Linked DNA regions of Manis pentadactyla: region 1 is linked to region 2. A link is a contact called in public Hi-C data. All regions are on one chromosome and are shown on one strand. Each heading gives the region's core, a stretch centred on a gene start, on an enhancer-like site or on the middle of the called end of the contact. The rest is flanking DNA. Distances are from core to core; before and after follow the strand shown. Region 1 holds the start of FOXJ3 (forkhead box J3). Region 2 holds the start of GUCA2B (guanylate cyclase activator 2B).

The links. Hi-C and Micro-C count contacts between places; a contact is called where the count stands out from the background.
Region 1: a Hi-C map of skin fibroblasts shows a contact between it and region 2, with 3 times the contacts expected there. The contact joins the promoter of FOXJ3 here to the promoter of GUCA2B in region 2. A contact is called at or near these places in 2 of 3 Hi-C or Micro-C datasets (fibroblasts and skin fibroblasts).

What each region holds. Positions count from the first base shown.
Region 1 is chr4:32,892,841-32,896,591 of mManPen7.hap1, forward strand. FOXJ3 (forkhead box J3) reads right to left here and starts at 1,487. Exons shown (of 13, transcript XM_036892902.2): 1 at 279-1,487.
Region 2 is chr4:32,711,442-32,714,946 of mManPen7.hap1, forward strand. GUCA2B (guanylate cyclase activator 2B) reads left to right here and starts at 1,910. Exons shown (of 3, transcript XM_036893216.2): 1 at 1,910-2,068; 2 at 3,155-3,341. The coding sequence starts at 1,979.

The DNA of each region.
Region 1 (3,751 bases), core at 237-2,736, 180 kb after region 2:
CACGGGCCCTCCGCGGTCATGGGTGAAGATGTGCGCGGATCCCTCCGCTGGGACAAGTAGTGCCCTGGGACTCCCCGGGGCTCAACCTGCTCGCAGCTCTGAACGACATGGGGTCTCTGCGCCTCAGAGTGACGACTGAGAGGAGTTGGGGCGCGGGAGCCGCTCTATAATTGAGGACTGCAGGTCCCTGCGGCTTTGGATCCTGCCCATGGATTCCAGGGGCCTGTACTCCAGGGGAACGGCGCCTCGTGACCTTGCCCCCGCCCCCGGCTCCTCACCATAACTGCAGGCACCTTGGCCTCCAGGAAACCGGACTGCTTTTCGAAGTTGGCACACCTCCGGTTTCACAGGCTCCAGCGAAGGCACCTCGGACCATCAGGACACCCTTACTTTCAGAACTTTACAAATCCCCGTTTCTAGACCCATCTCTGCTGAGACCTTTACCGTGTCTTAGGCTTGGTTTCTTTTTTAAAGGAGTAGGAATTCGAAAGGCACTTCTGAGTCTAAAGTAGCTACTCAGACTATGGTCCTTGCTATAAACAGGTGGAGCGTTTAGAAGGGCAACTTTTGAACTTTGGAGTTTACTTCTACGTCAGTCTTCACTGATTTCTTTCTCCTATTAGCACTGCCAGCCTGTCCTGTAATTTCACACCATTACATTCAGACCTATTGCTGTCATTCGCATTAGTCATATGTATAGCAGCAAGTATGCTTTTGAACTTACAGTAGGTGCTCGATATGAGTACTCAGGTATTTGTTAGATGAATCCGAAATTCACTGGATGAAAGAAAAAGGACAGAGGCCTGAGTGAACTGGCCCTGGGAACCTTTTTTGATGTAGTCTCAGGGATCAGACAAAGAGCTGAGTAACCAATTCCTTCAGCAAACACTGAACACCTTGCCATTTGTCAAGCATTTCTAGGCACTAGGAATTAAAAGTACTCCTATATTCCTTTTCTATATAAGACTTAGCAAGATTATTAAGATTAAAAAATTCACTCATCCAACACATACTTGCCAATAGCTACTAAGGTTGTCAGGCACTATTTCAGACCTTGGAATATATCAGTGAACAGAAGAGAGAAAAAGGGAAAGAAAATATCCTTTGGTCTTGGAGCTTACGTCTAATAAGGGGATAAACATAACAAGAAAATTATTTGGTTACGTTAGAAGGTATTTAGTGCTGTGGGCTAAAATAGACCAGGTAAGAGGTCTCAGGAAAACTGGAGGAAGTGGATAGGAAGGGTTTTTTGTTTGCTTTTTTAACATCAACCATTTATTCATCAATGATATTTTCATTCAATACTTCACTATTCAACTAATACTTAAACAGAACGGCATGTTGGTGTGGTAAAATTGTAACATTTCCAAAATACCTCACCTGGCTTTAGTACATCTGCATATCAACAGGCGCTCAAGGATGGAAAGAAGTATGGCTTTAGGGCGGTTGCATCATTCCTCGGGCGTGGAGAGAAGTTCATCTCCATATCAACAGATTTTAAACTTTATTTCTCCCTTTGACTGATTTCCATTTTAGAGGTATTTTGCCCTGGGATTTCCTTTCCCCAGACTTACATCTGGCACAGTCGGCAGGACTCCTTTGAACTCGAAATCTGTCATAATGGGTGCGACTTTGGGGAGGGCTGCCCCTAGAAATGATGGGGAGAAGTGGCGCTCACGCTGAGGACGTGTGTCTATGCTTGTGTGGTCGTGGAGGCGCCACTACCGCTGCTGGCCACATCGACCCTAGCCCGTGGCCCAAGCCTAAGGCTACTGCTGCTGCTTCTGCTACCGGCCAGAGCCTGGTCACAAGTATGGAAAGAAGCAGAGGTCTAGGTCACCTTGATAGAGAAGCACCTGACTCCTGTGTACCACGCCCTGCTGGCTACAGAGCCCATCGCTGGAACAGCTCTGACCAAGCTAATAACCACCTATCCCATCGCGGGGTGGGTGAGAGACTGGACCCAAAGGCTACAGAGTGGCGTGGCACAGACACCTACCATATATCATGTGACTGGCCATTTGCCTTTGGCATCCCCAGAGAATAATGAAGGAGATGCATTGGCCCAAGTGTGCTGACTAGAAGGAAAGCCTGCCTCTGATGTGGCCCAATGGCTATGTCAACATTTTTTGCACACGGGGCAAAAGACAATGTGGGCTGTAGCCTGTCGGTGGGGCTTGCCATTGACCTTTGAAGAAGTCAGCCGAGCCCTGAAGGAGTGCCCTGCATGTTGTGCAGATCAGCAAACCACCAAGAGGGACCTAGAGCGTTTCTGCAGCCTATGGCAGGTCGCCAGTGATTGAGAGTGATCAAGGCACCCACTTTATTGGACATGTGTTGCAAGGATGGGTGCAGCAATTAGGAGTAATATGGACAGGGCCCTGTACATTTCAACACATGGACTGGCGATGGCTGGCTCTTTTGGCACCTTGAGGAAAAGGCCTGGAAGCTGGCCTCCTGTGTATTCCTGGGATAACAGCAAAGTGATTCCCCACAGTCACGGTTATTTGTTTCTACAGTCCTTGTGTCCTGGATGCGCCCCCTGGCTGCAGCTGCTGCATGATGGCTGGAATGGACGAGTTTTGGACTCAATCTGCATGGGACTTTGAACCTAGCTGAATCCTCTAGCTTGAGAATTATCGTGATTGTGTTGCTGTTGTCAAGAAAAAAATGCTTAAAGAGAGGCTTGACTTTGTCTAATGTTTGGTAAAAGTTTTGTTAGTAATCTAGCATGGTTGTTAGGAATGAGTAAACAACTGTAGGAAGTAGTAATAATTGTCAAGAAAAAAATGCTTGAAGAGAGGCTTGAGTTTGTCTAATGTTTGATAAAAGTTTTGTGAGCAATCTAGCATGCTTGTTAGTAATGAGTAAAGTGTAGAAACAGTTTGTGCTTAGTGAGAGATTGTGCTGTAAAGTACATTTACTTAATGTGCATAGGCTGAATCCTCTGGCTTGAGGATTATCAAGATTTTATTGCTGTTGCTATTGTATGTTATTAGATTGGTTGGAAGAGGGGTAATGAGTAAATTTTAAGGTGAGATTTCTGGAGGGGTAGCCTGTGGGTAAAATTGTAACATTTCCAGAATATCTCTCACTGGGCTTTAGTACATCTGCATATCAACAGGCACTCAAGGGTGAAGAAAAGTATGGCTTTAAGGCATTTTCATCATTCCTCAGGGGTGGAGAGAAGTTCATCTCCATATCAGTGGTTAATTACCTGGGCAAAGGAGGGCTTATTGGTACCTGAGAGGTGAGGAGGAGGGCCAGTTTTGCTTCTGCTAGGGCAGGAAAGAGAGAAGGGCCCGGACTGTAGTTTGTAAGCAATAAACGGATTTTAAACTTTATTTCTCCCTTTGACTGATTCGGTTTTAGAGGTATTTCACCCTGGGATTTCCTTTCCCCAGACTTAACAGTTGGGTGCTGGAGCTTCGGTAGAAAATAAACCAGACAAAGTTCTGACCTGGTGGACTCCCCAGCTGGTAGAAGCCACATGGCAAGTGCTTTCACTGTGCTCTCATTCAAGGCTTTCGCCAAGTCTATGAGCTAGAACTTCTATGTTCATCCTTAGAGCTGATGAAGTTAAGGCTCAGAAGAGTTAAAAACTGGAGCCAGGACTCAAACCTAGTGTCTTCTGAGTCCCTTCCAACTCCCTTTCCTTTCACTACAGCTGAGATCTCATATTTTACTGTTTTATTATGCCTCACCTCTTTGGTCAAGTAAACTCAGACATTAATCCAGGTGAATGGCCTTG
Region 2 (3,505 bases), core at 660-3,159:
CTGTGGGTCATTCATGAAGAGATTAGGAGGAGCTGGACTGCAGTAGGACCTTGAGTCATGCTAGGCAGGTAAGGAAGTGGCGCCTTGTGCCCAGGGAAAGAATGACACACTGGGGCCCTGGCAAGAGGAGCTTCTCCACTGAAGGCCGAGAGGAGAAAGAGACCTGCAGCCACAAGGGCCCCCACACCTAAACATTTGTTCCTGGCCCTTGAGGTTGTCATTACTTCTTCTACTCACTGATGAAGAAACGGAGGCTCAGAGAAGCACGTAACATAGCCACAGTCACACACGGTTGAGAAGTGCTGGAGTGTGCATTTGAATCCAGATCTCCTTGCCTTCGAGGCTTCTGTTTCTTTTTCTATAGCACCATAAGCTGAGCAGAGGCAAGAATTCCAGAGATAAAACCTGCTCCACTTATACTCATCTGTAAAATGGAGATAATCAACAGCCTCTCCTGGTGGAATCAAATGGGATTATGCCCATAAAACCATAAAACAGCATTGCGCCTCACACACAGTGCATATTCAAGAAAGGAGAGCTATTGTTTCTGATGATTACTTTTAGTTTACTGATGAGAAAGCATGTAAGAGTCCATTAAATTCTCTATACTCTAAATAAAGGCTGAAGCCTGGATTCAAAGCCAAACATAGGAAATCCCAAAGTTCACTCAAGTCTTCTTCCATTTCACCCCATGGTAAGAAAGCGGGAGATGGACATTTCGAGCGAGGTGGAATGCAGGAGCAAGAGCCTGAGACGCGATAGACGTACACAAGTCAGGCTGGTCGGGGAGCGTGATGACATCAAATTCTATCCACAGGTTGGAGAGTGGGCCGTCAATGCCCAGCTGGCCCATCTGGGTTCTGATTCTGTGTTAAGCATTGGGTGGGTGCCAATCACATGCGAGGCTCCATGTCCAGCAGAGCCAAGCCCTGGCACCGGCAGTTTACAGCTGCCTGGCCTGGCAGTGGTGACAACGCCCTTGCGGACTTTGCCTTCTTCTCCATGACCTGACCTCCAGCTGCAGAGGAGGTGGTGGGTAATGTGCTGCCTCAAAGGCAACTGTGAGATTAAGGGACCTGCTAGAACTGCCGGACCCACCAGATGAGGGCGAGCTCAGGTGGGCCAGGGCCCACCACCCCCACAGCAGCCTTCCGCGGTGGCTGCTCGCATTGTGCCCATCTGATGGAAGAGCTTACAGGACTCAGGCACAGTCGCTGTGTCCAAGATCACACAGCTGCGGCAGGACCAGGATCAGAACTCAGGTCAGTCTGTCTTTAAGGCCGGTGCTCTTTCCTCTACCCTGGGTTAGGCTTTTGGCTCCTGAAAGGCACGGACAGGTGAGCTCGGTCAGACACAGCCTGAGGGTGCCCAGGCACCAGTGGGAGATGGCAGGCTGAGGCAGGTTAAGGGCCTGGGCAGGGAGTGGTCCGAAGGATGGTCCTGAACTGGAACTGGAGAAAGGGGGCAGGCAATACATGGGTGTGTGGAGAGCCCTGAGATCAGCCCTCTATCTACCCACTGTGGCCTGGACCAGCCTGTCTGCACCCTTCACCAGAGGAAGCCCAAGGGGCTGCCCTGAGCTCCTGCTCTGCCACTGACTAGCTCCATGACCTGGGGCAAGTCACTTCAACTCAGAAGCCTCACCTTCCCTGTGAAATGGTCTCTCCATCATTGCATTCACATGGGTGTCTCAAGGAGCAGAGGGAAGTGGAGCGGTCCAAGGCCCTCCCCAGAGCCCCGCCCACAGCAAGCCCTGGACACTCAGGGTCATTGCCCATGTGCCCCGTGCCTCCCACCCTCATCACCCCCTCCTGGAAATGGGCTCTGGGCGTGCCAGAGAACAGCCAACTGTCAACCCCGCCCCAGCCAGGCCAGTTAATGAGCGACCAGAGCACCGCAGCCTGGCCTATAAAGAGCTGCTTGCTAGGGAAGCTGGTGGGAGCCGGGTGACGCGGCTGTGGGATTCAGAAGGAACGACATGGGCGGCAAGACGGTGTCAGGGCTCCTGTCTGGGGTGGCCATGGTCCTCCTGGTGCTGCCGCAGAACACGCAGTCAGTCTACATCCAGGTGAGTCCCTCCAGCCCGTCCGCCCTTTGAAGGTCCCCACCTGGGAGGCTGGGATGGAGAGGGCACACTGGGAAATTCGTGGGTTACAGGGAAGCCCAGGGCCCAGGATTCAGCCCAACACCCAATCACAGTCCAGGGTTGGACCAAGACAGCTGATGGGTGGGGGCCGCTGGAATGCTGATGGTGATGATAACAATAATAAACTGCTGTTATTCAGCACTGCCTACCTCCAGGGCCAATCCTGGTCAGAGGTCAGAGCGTGGAACAAGATGTGCTCCCTGCTCTTGGGGAGCCCAAAGGGGCAAGAGGTTCCTTTCGTGCTCCCACAGCTCTGTATTCAGCCACGTAGGGGTGGGGAGGGGACAATCACCAGAAAAAGTTTCCCCGGCAGGTTAGTCAAGCTGATAGATACCACAAGATGAGCAGGGGGCAGCCAGAAACAGGACAGGGCCTGCTCCAGACAGAGGGCACAGGGTATGCAAAGGCCCAGAGAGAAGATGGCAGGGGCCCAGGGCTCCTTCCAGGGTGCCTGGGAGGCTAGAAAGAGCAGTGGAAGCCTGCCAGCACAGTGGGGATGGCTGGCCTTGGGTGTCATGTTCCTGGCCCTGGGCAGGGCCCCTGGGGAAGGCAGGAGAGAGTCAGCCTCCACCCTGAAGTCCTGACCTTGGAGTCTGGCCAGCTTGAGGCTGCCACCACTTCGCCATGTTGGTTCAGGGGGGATCACCCAGTCAAGGAGTGTGCTTTGGGTACCAGGCACCCAGGAGGAGTGGAGGGTGAGGCTCAGAGTGGGGAGGACACAGGCAGCCAGTCAAGAAGAGCTGGGATTTGGACTGGGGGTCCGGCAGTCCCCAGAGCCCATGCCTTTGACCCCTGTGCTCCACAGCCCAGACCTCATCTACCAGGTGCCAGAACCCAGCAGCACAGGGCAGGGTCAGTGCCAGGCCCCACCTCCCACCTCGTAGGCCATCTGTCCCAATGGCCTGGATTCTCCGTAAGAACAGGAAGCCTCTGTGGGGTCTGAGGAGCGCTGGTCTCCTGGCCTAGGTTTTCATGCTGTCCCCCCTCTCTTCTCCTTCCTCCCCGCAGTACCAAGGCTTCCAGGTCCAGCTGGAATCAGTGCAGAAGCTGAGTAACCTGGAGGGGCAGCAGGTGGCCAGTCCCCACCTGCAGGCCCAGAGCCTCCTGCCCTCAGTGTGCCACCACCCAGCCCTGCCGCTGGACCTCCAGCCTGTCTGCACCTCCGAGGAAGCTGCCAGCATCTTCCAGGCGCTGTGTGAGTGCCCCACCCTGCAAAGTTCCCTGCCTCGCTGCCTCTCCTCCCCAGTCCCCAGCTCCTCACAGTGTTTCTATTAAGCACATTCAAGAAACTCAGCCCTGGCCTCTTCAGTTTGAGCACTGAAAATCAGCACGTCAGGAACCCTCTCAGCCCCCAGCAAG